Linked DNA regions of Ovis aries: region 2 is linked to region 1. The links are chromatin contacts, called in public Hi-C maps. All regions are on one chromosome and are shown on one strand. Each heading gives the region's core, a stretch centred on a gene start, on an enhancer-like site or on the middle of the called end of the contact. The rest is flanking DNA. Distances are from core to core; before and after follow the strand shown.

The links. Hi-C and Micro-C count contacts between places; a contact is called where the count stands out from the background.
Region 2: a Hi-C map of liver shows a contact between it and region 1, with 2.7 times the contacts expected there. The contact joins the promoter of ATP5ME here to the promoter of TMEM175 in region 1. A contact is called at or near these places in 3 of 16 Hi-C or Micro-C datasets (hypothalamus, liver and tail adipose tissue).

Annotation. Positions count from the first base shown.
Region 1 is chr6:118,109,417-118,116,762 of ARS-UI_Ramb_v3.0, reverse strand. It overlaps TMEM175 (transmembrane protein 175), which reads left to right and starts at 2,646. Exons shown (of 9, transcript XM_060417719.1): 1 at 2,646-2,972. GAK (cyclin G associated kinase) reads right to left here and starts at 2,508. Exons shown (of 28, transcript XM_042251771.1): 1 at 2,268-2,508. The coding sequence starts at 2,412.
Region 2 is chr6:118,319,926-118,327,271 of ARS-UI_Ramb_v3.0, reverse strand. ATP5ME (ATP synthase membrane subunit e) reads right to left here and starts at 4,109. Exons shown (of 3, transcript XM_060417733.1): 1 at 4,045-4,109; 2 at 3,649-3,703; 3 at 2,634-3,260. The coding sequence starts at 4,080. The coding sequence ends at 2,971. SLC49A3 (solute carrier family 49 member 3) reads right to left here. Exons shown (of 9, transcript XM_042251799.1): 9 at 6,629-7,346. PDE6B (phosphodiesterase 6B) reads left to right here. Exons shown (of 22, transcript XM_027971362.3): 22 at 695-926. The coding sequence ends at 756.

The DNA.
Region 1 (7,346 bases), core at 1,397-3,896:
CTGCAGTCAGGACAGGCCCCAGGGACGCCCCTGCCGCCGCGGGATGCCAGCGGGTCAGTCGCTCTGTCGCGTACGACCCTTTGCGACCCCAAGGGCTACAGCTCACCAGGCTCCTCTGTCACGGAATTCTCCAGGCAAGAGCACTGGAGTGGACTGCCACGCCCTCCTCCAGGGGATTTCCCGACCCAGGGCTCTAACCTGGGTCTCCTGCACTGGGGGCAGATTCTTTACCGTCTGAGCCACCAGGGAAGCCCGCTTGTTCTTAAAAAGTGAAAATTTAGAACAAACTCTGAAAAGCTATCTAGCTCCATAGTTCTACCCAACAACCCATTTCAGGCTATAAACTGCAAAAAGTTATGAAAACCGACGCTTTCTCCCTAAATCGTTTGAGAGCAAAACCTGGCGAGAAGCTCAGCTGGGGCAACCCTGACATGGCCTGACACGGGGCTATCTGGAGACCTAGTTATACACCAGCTTACCTGGTGGCTCAGAGGATAAAGTGCCTGCCCGCAATGTGGGAGGCCTGGGTTTGATCCCTGGGTCAAGAAGATCCCCTGGAGAAGGCAAGGGCTACCCACTCCAGCGCTCTTGCCTGGAGAATCATCTGAGAGCAAAACCTGGCGAGAAGCTCAGCTGGGGCAACCCTGACATGACCTGACACGGGGCTATTTGAAGACCTAATTGCCCCACAATGAGGATACTTACTTAATTACAGGAGTATTAAATATTAGTACATTTGATGACGTGACTGTTTCCCAACTCTCAGTGGTGTATCCCACGACCCACAGGCTACACTCTACCTTTCTAAAACCTGAAAAATTCTGCAACTGTCCACATAGGTGCCCAGGAGTTTTGAGCTGCCCTTCCCCGTGTTCACAGAAGCCCACAGCCCACGCCCTCAAGCTGCTATTTTACGTGAGGGACTTCCAAAGGTCTCCTACTGGCCCAGTTCAGAAGCAGCCGCACGAGCTCCGCAAGCCCTAGGCTACCACTTCAGTTTACGGGCAGGAAATCGACGGCTCCTGACGTCCTGGGGGAACGAAGGAGCAGGTCTGCACAGCCAGGGCGGGCACTTGCTCTCGCTGGTCTTCATCCTCGGGTGAAGCCACTGGCAGGAGCTTCCTGTCTCCCGGAGCCGCCTCCCCAACCCCCTCCAGCCCCCCTCCTCCTCCAGCCCTGCAGCTGGGCCCACTGTCCACCCACCAGGGGACCCCCTGCACTTTGCTGACCTCCAGTCATCAGAGCGCCTGTGTCTCACCTGAACTTCCACAAAGCAGAAACCACGTCCTGTGCACTGTGATTCCTTAAAGAATCAAAACACGTGCCTGGTATTTTCAGAATAAACGAACTGATGGGGCGGTGGGGGGCGGAGGAGCGGGGGACACTTCTCATTACTAGATACACTGGCCTCCACTTCGGAAAGAGCCTGAGGCTTGTCACCCAGTCACACCCAAAATGTTTCTGACAGTGGAGAAAAAATGTGTGGTGGTGCTCTGGCCTTAGCACCACCTGAGGACTTTAGGAAGGAGGGCCCCAGAACAGTCAGCGCTGCCCAGCTCAAACTGAGCACAGCTGGCAGCAAGAGTGCGAAATCAGGGGGGTACCTCAGGCTTCAGCAGCGGCCCCAAAGCCACGCCTTCAGCTGCCAAGTGCCACGGCTAGGGGAATCTGCCGGGCCAGACAAAGGAGCAAAAGGGCTGCGCCAACAGGGGTGAGCAACTCTGCGTGAAGTAAAGAGGGCATTCAGGAAGCCAGAGAGGGCACGCGGAAGTACCAAAGACGGCCCTGCCCGGCCTGCCAAGCAAGGTCCGCAGCGGTCACACCTGTTGGCTCGTCCTGCGGAAACTCGCCTGGGGACTCAGACGCAGGTCGGGGAAAGGGACGCTCAGGGGCAAGGAGGCAGCGCGGCTAGCGGGCGCCGCACCGCGTGCCCCCGCACCTGCGGAGGCCAGGGCCACGGCCACCCACGCCCGAGCCCCTGTCAGCCAGGCGGCCGGCCCTGCGTCCGCCCCCCGCCGTGGCCCTCGGAGCGAGAGGGGCCACGGCTTCGCCTGCCCCCGCCGCACCGCCCGCCTGCAGACTCCAGCCTCCAGCCGCGTGGAGTCCCGCCCGCCGGGCCAGCCTCCGCCCGGGCCGGGGGTGGCCCGCACCCGCCGGCACGGCCGCCAGGGCCCGGCCTGGCCCCGAGCCTCCCTCACGGAAGTGCCCGACCCGCGGCCGGCCTCGTCCCCCGCAGTCGCCGCCCGACCGGCCGCGGCCGCCCTCACCTTCGGCCAGGACCCGGCGCACCCGCAGCCGCAGCTCGCCCATCTCCACCGTCTGCCCCACGAAGTCCGTCTGGTCGCGGGCGGCCGCGCCCCCCAGGGAGCCCGGGCCCGCCAGGAAGTCGAGCGCGGACTGCAGCAGCGACATGGCGGCGGCCCGCGGCGGGCGCCGGCCCGAGGGCTCGGGGTCCGCGCGCGTCCGGGTCCGCTCGGCAACCGCCGCTCGCGAGCCGCACCAGCTTCCGCCCGACGCCGCGACGCAGGCGCGGGGGGCGCGACCCGCCCGGAAGAGCGCCGGCGCCGCACTTCCGCCGCGCCGGGGCCGCGCGTGCGCGGCGCCGCGGCCTCAGCGGACTTCCGGGTCGCGCGCCTGCGGGCCTCGGGCGGACTTCCGGGTCGCGCGCCTGCTGGCTGCGGCGGACGACCCTCGCAGGGCTCGCCCCCGGCCTGGCGCCCAACCGTCCCGCGTGGCCGTTTCCGCGGAAGCTGGCGCTCCCGGGGCCTGGTTGCGCGGCGGGAGCAGCGGGCTGTGTGCGCGGAGCGCCAGGGCGCTAGCAATGTCCATCTTTTTGAGTTGGTTCCCACTAAAGAACTGAAAAGCTCAATTTCAGAAACCAAGATTGGTAGCTTCTGTAGAAAAAAGTCAGATCTGGCGGCACTGGACCCAGACTCCCGGGTGTCACCCACCACCTAGAGCTGCCCCCGCAGGTAAGACAGCACCGCTCGCCTGGCCCCTGGGCCGCTTCCCGGTCCCGGCGCGGGGCCCTGGAGCCGGATCCCCAGACAGCATCGTCACCCGCCCGGAGCTTCACAGAGATCTCTCTCCAGACAGGCTAGCGTCTGTTATCCTTGTAATAAAGCAGGTTAGTTTGTACAGGGCTTTATAAGTGTTCGCCTGAGTGACCCTGGAGCATCTCAGAGAACTCCCACCCCACCCCCGCCTTCGAGGTGACAAAGCGTGCTCCGCAGCGGCATTACGCGGCCAGCTGGCCAGGGTCTGCTGGACACAGTTAGTGAGACAGCTCGAAGCCCACACAAGTCGCACGGCTTCTCCAGCCAGTGTTCATCTGCTACGTGGCATACAAGGGTTGGGGGCTCAGGAAGGAGTCAGGCTGTGTTTGGGTGTCCCTAGCATATAGGTGGCAGTTGAAGAGAGCCCTGAGGGGGACACGGTGGTTAGAAAGAGGACGCAGTCCTCAGAGGGGAGGAACAGCCAAGGAAGCAGGAATAAAACTAAGAGCATTGGGTCCCAGGGCCGCAGGGAGATGGGGGGAAGGCAGGGAGGGTAATTAGAAGTGGCACACAATGGCCCCCCACTCCAGCACTCTCGCCTGGAAAATCCCATGGATGGAGGAGCCTGGTAGGCCACAGTCCATGGGGTCCCTAAGAGTTGGACATGACTGAGCGACTTCCCTTTCACTTTTCACTTTCATGCATTGGAGAAGGAAATGGCAACCCACTCCAGTGTTCTTGCCTGGAGAATCCCAGGGACAGGGGAGCCTGGTGGGCTGCCATCTATGGGGTCGCACAGAGTCAGACACGACTGAAGCGACTTAGCAGCAGCAGCAGCATACCCCTTTAAAAGTAGGGGAAAGAGTGAAAGTTGCATGTTGAACTTAGCAACAATGAGATCTTTGGTGACCTTGCCAAGAATAACATTGTTTCATTGGAAAGCTCCCTTTAACCTAAGGGGAGGAGTGTAGAAAGGAGAGAGGGTAAGCGGAGGTAACTCAGTGCCTTGGTGTGGAGAGCGAAGCTGGAGTGATGGTGGGGACTGGGGCAGCCTCTAGCCGGCAAGCAGGGGCAGGGCAGGTGCACAGGGGTCCCGAAGAAGGTGGGAGGGGATGACATCCAGAGCATAGGGAAGCATTTGCTTTGGGAAATCGCTTCTCCTCGTAAATGGAGGAAGGTGTAGTGACTTTATACGTTTGTTGGAATTAAAGTGAGGGATTCTCTAATGACGTCCCTTCTTACTGTGACTAAGGGGAGGAAGCAGCTACTGAAACTGAGAAGGGAGGCAAGAGCGAAACAGTGCGAAAAAGATCTGAGGCAGCTTCTGTGGGAGACCTGGTGAACACAGGAGCGCTCGGTGCTGCCCAGGGCGCACTTGCGCTCAGCGGGTGCGGCTCGCGCTGGTGTGAGCTGCAGCCAGGCGCAGATTTCTAGACAGTGTGACTCCCTTGGGGTCGGGAGTTTATTCAGACTTTGTATTTCGTTTTGCTGGGGCACTATTGATACTGATCCTGCTTGAGGAGCTGCAGTAGCACCATCTTAATCCAGTTCTGTGTCTCTGGACCACATCCCTCCTGGACTCGTGGCCCTGCGTTCTGAGGCGGCTCGCCTCACATGTGCACGCCGAAGGCTGTCCCCCCACTCCAGCACTCTTGCCTGGAAAATCCCATGGATGGAGGAGCCTGGTAGGCCACAGTCCATGGGGTCCCTAAGAGTCGGACATGACTGAGCGACTTCCCTGTCCCTCTCGTAGGTTTCATAACAAAGACCAATCAGAAGTCAGAAAGGTTTGATAATGATGGATGGGTAAATGCATCAGAAGATGTAACAATCCTATACAGTTCTGTCTCTGATAATAAAACTTCAAAATGCACGAAGCAAAAACTGATACTTCTGCAAGGAGAGGCAGACAAACCCACAGCTGTAGTTGGAAATCTCAGTACCACTTTCTCATGTAATGACAGAACAAACACCCAGAAATTGACCAAGGACGTGGCAGAGTTGAGTGATACCATCAACCAACTGGATCTAATAGCTTTTGTAGGACGCACATTATCAACTATGTAGGCAACATTCACCCAGATGTTTCATGTTGTGGGCAAATATGTTCCCTAACTACCATGGAATAAGCTGGAAATTAATAGCATATATCTGGAAAATCATCCAAATATTTAAAAACCTATTGACTTGTACATTACCCATAGATTAAAGGAGAAATCAAAGGGGAAATTAACATTTTAAACTGAATGAAAAAAATGAAAATGCAGCATTTCAAAAGTTGTCTCAAATCACTCATCTTAATAAACTAGAAAAATAAGAGCAAATGAAACTCTTTAAGTACAAAAAGGGAAACGATAAGTATCAGAGCAGAAATAAATAAAAGACAATAGAGAAAAATCAATGAAACCAAAAGCTGATTCTTTGAGATGATGAATAAAATGAGTAATTTCTGCCAGGTTGAATAAGGGGAAAAAGAGACTAGCAGTATCATGAATGAAGGTGATGATGTCATTGCTGAAAGGGTAGTCAGAGAACACGAGCAACTCTCTGCCAATAAATTCAATCACTTGCACTAAGGGAACAAATTCCTTGGAAGACACTGCGAAAACTCACTCCAGAAGAGAGAGAAAAGTCAGTATATCCCTATAACTATTAAAGCATTGAATTTATAGTTAAAACCTTTTCCTCAAAGAAAACTCCATACCTAGATGGCTTTCCTGGGGATTCCACCAACCTAAAGAAGGAATATTACCAATTCTCCAGGGGTTCTTTAAACTGAAGGAAAGTTTTGCCAGCTCATCCTGTGAGGGTAGCATTATTCTAATGCCAGAATCTGACACAGACATCACAACAAAAGAGAACCGCAGACTAGTATTCTCATAACAGAAATAAAAATTCTCACAAAACATTTTTCAGCAAACAGTGCAATGCTATATAAAGAGGGTGATGCAGCGTCGACCAAGTGGAGCTCATCGCAGGAGGGCAAAGCTGGCTTAGTGTTCAGAGGTGGGTCAGTGCGATTTACGGCATTACAGTGAAAAAGGAAACCAAGTGGGTCCTCTCAAGACGCAGGGACTTCTTTCTAGCGATGATGGTAAGGAATCTCTGCAGTGCAGGAGACCCTGGTTTGATCCCTGGGTCAGGAAGATTCCCCTGGAGAAGGAAATGGCAACCCACTCCAGCATTCTTGCCCGGATAATTCCATGGACAGAGGAGCCTGGCGGGCTACAGTCCACGGGGTTTGAAGAGCCGGACACGACTAAGCCACTAACACAAGACGTGGGAAAAGCATCTGACGGCACTTGCCTGCGATGCCACGGTCACGGCTCCACGCTGTCACTGCAGGGGTGCAGGTTCAATCCCACATGCCGTGTGGCCAAAACAAATTTTTTAAAGAAAAAGCATTTGACAAAATTCAGCATCCATTCCTGATTAAAAAGAAAAATACTGTCGACAAGCTAGGAATAAAATGAAGGTTTTTCAGCATGATAAGGACATCTATGAAATGCCTATAGCTGACAAAACAGAATGATGAAAGACTGAATTTCTTTCCCTTCAAGATCAGGAACAAGCATTCAGCATTATACTAGGAGTTCTAGCCGGTGTGACGAGGCAAGAGATTACAGCCTCCAGGTCAGGAAGGAACAAGCAAGACGGCTTATTTGAAGATGACGTGATCGTCCACGCCAGACTTTCCTCACCTTGGCCATGGAGATTGTGGTCCAGATAGCTCCTTACCAGGGTGGAGGAGTGATGTTTCCAGTGAACCATAGGGCCTTTGGCAGCACCTCTATCTCAGCCCCCTGGATACCAGTAACATACCACTTGTCACAACCAAAAGCATCTCCAGGTATTGGAAATGTCCCTTAAAGGGGAAATTGCCCTCAGTTGAGAATCACTGCTCTAGGTGAGAAAAAATATGTGGAAACTACAAAAAGAGCTACTAGAACTAATGGTTTTAGCAGAGTTCTAGAATATAAGGTTAATAAACAAATTTTAAAAGTTCTATTTCCAAATAGCAACAACTATTGAAAGTTGAAATTAGAAAAAACATGGTTTACAATAGTGTCAACAGATACTAAATTTTGAAGATAATCTGTAATAGATATGCAAGATTTATAACTGAAAACTAGGCAACTTTGCTCTGAAGACCCTTAATAAGTGGAAAGTTACACAGTATTCATTAGTTTAGAAAATACAGTATTGTTAGGACATCAAATCAGTCTACACATTCAGTGTCGTCCCAGTGGAAACCCTGTCACGCGTTTCTAATTGACACACGGTTTTAAAGTCCGTTTGGAGCAGCAGGGGAGCTAGAGCAGCCACAGCGAGTTCAGACGAGGACAGACT
Region 2 (7,346 bases), core at 2,860-5,359, 210 kb before region 1:
GAGGGCGGGTGTGAGGCGACACTGGATAAGGCAGGCTTCAGGCGGCTGTGTGGTCAGTGCCTGGACTCCAGGCTGCACAGACAGCCACCCTCCCAGAGGGAGGCCCATCCCCGAGGAACAGGCTGGGTGACTCAGGGCGGCTGATGAGCCCGGTCTGAAAGGGCCTGCTCGGGGCCTGAGTCAGGGATTCTGGAGGGAAGTCACCTTTATAAAGGGGAGGAAAGCCAACTCAGCTCCTCTGTTCCCGTCATCAATCAGCAGTTCCCTCTTAAGTAGTTCATAAAGTCTACGCTCCCATGCCAGCCTCAAAGCTGAAACAGCAGACCCACGGAACCTAAGAAGCCAGCTAGGGGTCAGCGTGCATGGTGTTCCCGTCGCGGTGCAGAGCTTGCTCGCCTCCCCACCCCACCCCCAGCGCTGTGGGAGCGCGGCTCCACTGTCACCAGCTGGCGCCCCCAAATCAGAACCCTTGAGGCCTGCTCGTGCTCCGCAGCTCATCATCTCTGAAGCGTCCACAGGGGAGAGAACCAGCAGAAACCAGCCAGCTGCGAGGCCACTGCTGGAGCGCCAGGAACTAAATCAGGGTCCAGTCGGCTTAGGCAGACCAGCCTCTGCCCTGCCCTTCCCCCTGCAGGGCGAGTGGAGGCGCCGGGCCACTCGTGGCCCTCGCTCACCGTCTTGTCTCCTTTCGCAGCAGGCACAGAAATCTGCAACGGCGGCCCGGCACCCCGTTCTTCTACCTGCTGCATCCTCTGAGGCGGTCGTCAGGCCCCCTGCCCCGCACCCCACCCCCACCCCGGGACTCCACCTCTAACCACTGGTACAAGAGGTCAGGGAGCCTGAAGAAATGACTGAAGACCATTTTGGATACTTTGAACTTTTTTAAGGTTTGTGTTTTTATGAACTAAAGCCAATGATGAATGATCTTTACAGTGTAGCCTGACTTAATCCAATTTTTGGATACGTAATCATACCACCAAGAGGTCTTCAGAAAGGGTCTGTGAACTATGTGCCTGAAAGCACTGGGTGAATATATTCACAGCTGCACGTATATTTATGGGTTTACAGGTGGAGAAATGGAAACACAGACGCCAGTTCTCATCTGGTTTAGGAACAAATATATGAATAGAAATTTAGAATAAAATCAAAAGAAAACCTGCTGCTCTTTTTGATGTGGCAGAGGACATTTGTTTGTGACCAACCAGAAATCCTGCCAGCACTCTGTGCAGAAATAATCTGTTAATAAATGCTGCCCAGGGAGCTGGTCTGAACCTTGCTGACGGACCCACACCTGTGGCCTGCCCAAGTCCTCCTGCACCCCTGAGGTTTCCTTCATGGAAGCAACCACACACCTCCAAGAACCAAGTGGTTCTGAGCCGGGAAGAAAAGCCAAGTCAGACCCAGACCGAAAACGCAACTCACACTCGAAACGGGTGCTGAGCACCTGATGGAGCTAAAGGCCTTTAACTTGTGGTGTTAGCTTCAAAGCAACTGTTTCCAGACACTGGAAACTCCTCTTGGCTACAGCCACGGACAGCACTGCAAGGGCACTTGGGTTAAGGCTGGTTCAGATGCCGCATTCTCCCAGCGGGCAGGGGATGCACGGGCCCCACACAACCTTCAGCTCACAGTGACACCTGGGGACAAGAGCGTGTGACTGGGGTCCCCCCTGGTTCCCAGAGAGACCCAGTGCCAGCCACCCACCAACCTCAGATCTCCAGGGGGTGTGCACTCCAGCCTCACCTTTACTGAAAACAGGGAAAACAAATGAACTGGGGCCCAAAGCCTAGGAAGTCCACTCCAGGCACAAAGCTGGAATAGCCACATTGACACCAGGCCTCCTCATGCACGCGTATTATACATGTGCCATTTGCGGGCTTCCCAGGTGGTGTCAGTGGTAAAGAACGCTCCTGCCAGTGCAGAAGATCTAAGAGACAAGGGTTCATTCCCTGGGTCAGGAAGATCCCTTGGGAGAGGGCACAGCAATCCATGCTGGTGTTCTTTTCCTGGAGAATCCCATGGGCAGAGGAGCCTGGCAGGCTGCAGTCCATAGGGTCGCGCAGAGTTGGACGCGACTGAAGCAACTTGGCATGAAGAGGCACAGCCAGCAGGGGCAGAGTCTGCTGTCTGCTCAGGCACAAAGGCCCAAGCTCACTGCAGAGCTGGCTGCACCCCAGCCAAGCCCTCAGGAGGCCACATCCCCTACCTGGGCTCAAGAGGAGGGTGTGCAAAAAGGAGAAAAGAAATCCAAGTTCTAGCTCGAAGGGCATCAGGACACCCCCACCCCTCCCACGTGGCGAAGCCTGCCCCCTCTCCAGCCTGTCCAAGGGTCTGAGCCAGGGCTGAGCGGAGCGGCTCAGCAGCGCCCAGGATGCTTGGGTGAGCTGTTGAGAAGCTGTGAGATGCTTGTTGCAGACTGCATCCTGAGGGGCTCCTGTCCTCATTCCCACCCCCCAGCTCTCAGAGCAAGCGATCAAGTTTCTCTGTGTTCCACCCTGTTTATGCACCAATCACTGAATCATTGATTAGTTTTCTGGAACCCCTCTCCATTCACACCGCGCATAATCTGAGAAGGCTGGCATACAACCCAGTCTGAGTCCAGAAACCAAACCACTGGGGACAGTAAAGGGAAGTCAGAGGCGCACAGAGAGCTTTATTTATCCACACTGCTCTGGAGAAGGGCAGCTCACTTCAATATGGTGTCCTCTTGGGCTGGAAAGTTAGAAGGAAAACACACCATTACACACGCCTGCCACCCAAAAGGGCCACCTTAGATTTTGGGGGTTAAACCATCCAGCGTCTCGTCTCATGCCTGGCTATGCTCTGTTTCCACTATATCCTCAGCCTTCCTTAACCTGCGGGTTCTCACTGGGACCTGCCCCCGCGGTCAGGGAGGGTGGAGCCTGGCTCTGGTTGTGTGGCCTCTAAGGCTGAGACAGTCCACCTCTAAGGCCCAGGGGCCGAGCCTCACTAAAGGCAGGTTAGCACCCACCCCCCACAAAGGCTCTCCTTCCCCACCCCCACCCCACTCCGCAGAGGATGGCCCAGGGACCAGTGGAAATGGAAAAGGCGGTGGCCTTTCCTCTCCACTTGCTGCTCCGTATGAAGCAGCAGCTGTTTCTGAAAACCCAACGCGGGGTGGGGGACAGCCGCATGAGCACCTTCCGCCAGCTCCCGCTCGATGCGCTTCTGCTCATCCCGCTTCTTCTTCTCCTCGGCTGCAAGCCTCCTCTCCTCTTCTGCCCGAGGTTTCAGGTAATCTGTCAAAGGGAAGGCGGGGGCGGGGGTGTCCAGTGAACGTTTTCACTGAAGCTCGAAAAGGAATTCAGTTCACAGGCAAAGCCATCCTCAGGTACACTGAGTGCCAGGGGCGCCCGATTCCCACTCTCCTTTACCTGGATGTAGGTGAAGGCCTGACACCCACCTCCTAACGGAGAGCCCGACCCGGAGGGCAGCTACAGGACCCCCGCGGCCACCCCAGGCACCCAGCCGCCCCGCACTCAGTCCTCTGTGCTCCAAGGTGCTGCCCGGCCAACCTCCACCCGGCCGCGCGCGGGGTCCTGCCCTCTCGGGTCTCAGGTCAGGGGCCTCCCGCGCCGCCCCTCTCCCACTCCGGCCGGGGGGCCGCAGACGCCCGCGGACACTCACTGTAGCGCTTGGCGCCGTAGGCCATGCCGAGGAACAGCGCGGAGTAACGGCCAAGCTGTGGGGAAAAGCGGTCAGGGGCGGCAGGGGGGACCGCGCCTGGGGGCGCTCGGCCCACAGGGTCGGGGTCCGGGGCGCTGAGAGAGGGGAGGGGTGGAGGTCACGCCCGCGGTCTCAGCCCACAGGGTCGCGGTCAGGGCGGGGGTCCCGGGCGCTGCGCGAGGGCGGGGGGCAGCGGGGATCGCACGCGCGGCGTCGGGGCCCGATGGGGAGGGTCGCGGCCTCCGGGTCAGGGCGGGGGCCGCTGAGAGTCGGGGGCGCCGCGAGCCGCGCCGAGGCGCTCCCGCGCGTTGCCCACGCAGAGCCGCTCAGCGGCGGCGGCGGCGGAGCCTGGCTCACCTTGATGAGCGGCGAGACCTGCACCGGCGGAACCATCTTGTCCGTGACCCTCGCACCGGAAGCACAATTCGGACCGGAGAGGACGCCGCAAGGCCCTGAACACCGCGGGGACGCAGACGCAGAGGCGCGGCCGGGCGCGCGCACGCAGGGCGGCGTCATCAGGCGCGGCGCGCGGCGGCCCCGCATGCGCAGTGGCCGGGCAGCGAGTGCGCGCTCGCGGCAGCAGGTGCGGCCGTGCTGTCCCCTGACGGTTTCGAACCATGGTGAGCACAAGTCGAGGCCCGCACACCTCGGGTACAAATATTTGAAAAGTGTGAGTACACTGTACAAAGTGAAAACCCGAGCTCTCTCCTGCCTGTCTCGCCCCGCCCGCGGCTCCAGCCACACCCAGGCCTGTCCGGGCCGCGGTCCCCCCAGACCAGCCCCGGGGACGAACCGGGAAGGGGCTCGAGGCTTGGACAGGCAATCCGGGGTCCGGGTACAAAGTGTAGCCTGAGTGCAGGCTGGCTCCCAGCGGAGGGGGTGGCCATGTCCGGCCTCTCTGGACTCACAGGCCAGGTCGACCGTGTGGCCCGAGCCCCTTCCTGGGGCGGCACGGCCGTGGGTGCCCCTCTACCCACCATCGGCCCCATTCCCAGTCCCCCGGCAGAGCTAGGGTTTCCTCACCGCTGCAGCCTCCCCAGCAGAAAGGGGCACAGGTCCTCCCGAGAAGGCCAGCCTAGCAGAGCCTGCTCTCTCGGTCTCCCAACTCTAGCCCTCAGGACCTTGCAGCCCCAAGCTTCAAGGTCCACGTCAGAGAGGCCCTCACCCTCATTTCTGCTGTCTTCTGCCGGGGAAGCAGGGGTCACACTGGTGGGGTATTCTGTCACCCAGCTCTGTGGTCAGCCCAAAGGAGGACAAAGCTGACCCAGCCCGGGTGTGCAGAGGAGGCTGCCCAGAGGTGGGCAGTGGTGGCCAGTCTCCCAGCTGAACCTGCTGTGCTTATACACAGTTCCCATGGCAACGTGGGTTGGGGACACCTGGAGAATGATGGAGGGGGGCAGCCCCTCCACAAGGCCACCAGGACACTGATACTCCTGCCCTGTGACCCCCACCCCCATCCCCCCATTCCTGCAACAGGCAAGATCAAAGTCAAGGATTACGAGCTGGATGCAAGGTTCAAGGAGGCCTTGGGGCCCATCGACCTCACTGTGTTCCTGAACGTGTTGGGGAGAAGCTGAGGGTGAGCACCAGGCTTACTCAACTCCTGATGTCTGCACATCTCACATAAAACCCAGATTTGCAGACCTCTTGAAAGTCTCTAGGACCTGGCATTCCGGGACCCACGTCTGGGTGCCCTGTCGGCCCCCAGCCCAGGCCCACCCCTCCTCCACCAGCTGGTGGGGACCTCTGTCCCTCACTGAGAAACTGCCCACCTCTGGGCCTGGCAGGACCAAGGGGACTCCAAGAACAGTACCCTGGGGCGGGAGCTGAGGGTCTCTCAGGCATTCAGAGTGGGAAGGCCACTGAGAGCATCAAGTGGGCAAGGACATGGAGCCCTGGGTGGAGAGGGGCAGGACTAGCACCTGAGACGCCCAAGGCTCGAGGCCGCCTCTGGGCAGGCATGCACCCTGAGAAGACTCCTCAGCGCATTGGAGATACTGGGCCCAGATGGCAAGGGCAGCACCAACAAGGACTAGTGAGCATGACGCTGGGCACCCGGGCACCACCAGGGCGTGAGGAAGCCAGGCCCACCACCAGCCCCCACCACACCTGCCCCAGCTTTCAGGCCTTGATCCGCCTTCCTAGGATCCAGAGTCCCTCAGGGTAACCCAGGGCAGGATCGGCCATACCCACGTGGGGCCAGCGGTCACTGCCGTTCAGACCATCGCTGGGTTTTTACCCCCTCTGGGGGCTACTTCAGCCTCATGAACAGGACTATTCAGTGTGCCAAGCTGTTGCCCCAGGGATGTGGGAGTCGGGGATGGCTCCCTGTGGTCCCCCCAGTGCCCAGGACTCACCCAGGGCCAGGCTCCCAAGAGGCACCTGCCCCGTGAGTGGGTGGGATTGAAGGGGGTAGACCTGCCCCCCATGAGGACCCATCGCAGGGGCCCCCTGGGCCACCCCTCCAGCTCAGAGCCAGCGCCTTCCCTGCTGCTGCTGCTGCTGCTGCTGCTGAGTCACTTCAGTCGTGTCCGACCCTCAGCAGCCCCATGGACTGCAGCCCACCAGGCTCCTCCGTCCATGGGATTTTCCGGACAAGAGTACTGGAGTGGGTGCCACTGCCTTCTCCGCAGTGCCTTCCCCAGAAATCTGGCCCCTCCCTGCTGTCCTCAGCAGCAGGCGGCAGCTCGTGTCCCAGGCCAACAACATGACGGCTGAAGAGGTTCGGCCCCTGGCGCCCTACGTCCTTCCCCAAGGCCCTCTGTGAGGCCCAGGCATGGCGCCCGGGGCTCCAGGGGGATGTGCCTCCGCCCCTAGAAGCTGCAGCATCAGGAGGCTGGGACGCCCAGTGTCCAGGAAGGGGGACGCCAGCCCCAGCCCCACCCCTTGCCCTGCAGGGTCTCCTGCAGCTTCCCCCCACGCGCAGAAACAAGACAGAGCCTGGAGTCCGGTTCCTGTAATTGACCTGCTGGCTGCAGCCTTGGGGACCCTCCACTCCCTCCATGCCGGCCTGGGCCTGCCACCCCCCCACCAAACTTGCAGGTCGACCACCAGCGATCCTGCAGGCAGCCTGGGCTACAAGCCTGAGCCACGTGCTTGCCTGTGGGAAGAGGAGTGAGAGGCACCCTCCCCCGCGGGGCTGCAGCCAGTTGAATAAACGTGAGCCCTCAAGCCTTCCTGCTCACAGTGCCTCTTGGGCGGAGGGGTCCTCCTGGGGGTGGGAGTGTCCATGGGGTAGAGAAGGTCTGGGGTGGGGGTAACCCCCTAGGGGCAGGAGGGTCTTCAGGGAGCAGCAGCGTCTGCCTGGGGCCCAGCCTCTGCCTCCTGCCCAGCCTGGTCCCACCTGCTGTGTCCATCTATGCTGGCACCAGATGGGAGGGCTGGTCATTCAGCGGTCAGCAGAGGTGGAACACAGGTGGCTCTGGTACAGGCTCCTTCAAGGAAGGCCTTCCTCACACCTGTCCACTCCACACTCAGCCATGCTGGGGCCCTCAGGATCCCACACCCACTCAGTTCCCCCTCACCCTGGGCCCCCAGTGCCAGGCCAGCCCCTGCAGTAGCCACCTGGTCAGTGGCCTCTTGTCTGCACAGCAGCAGCTCTTCTTGCTATGGCCACAGAGAATCCCCTGGGACCCCCTGCCATGACCCTGGGTCCCCCC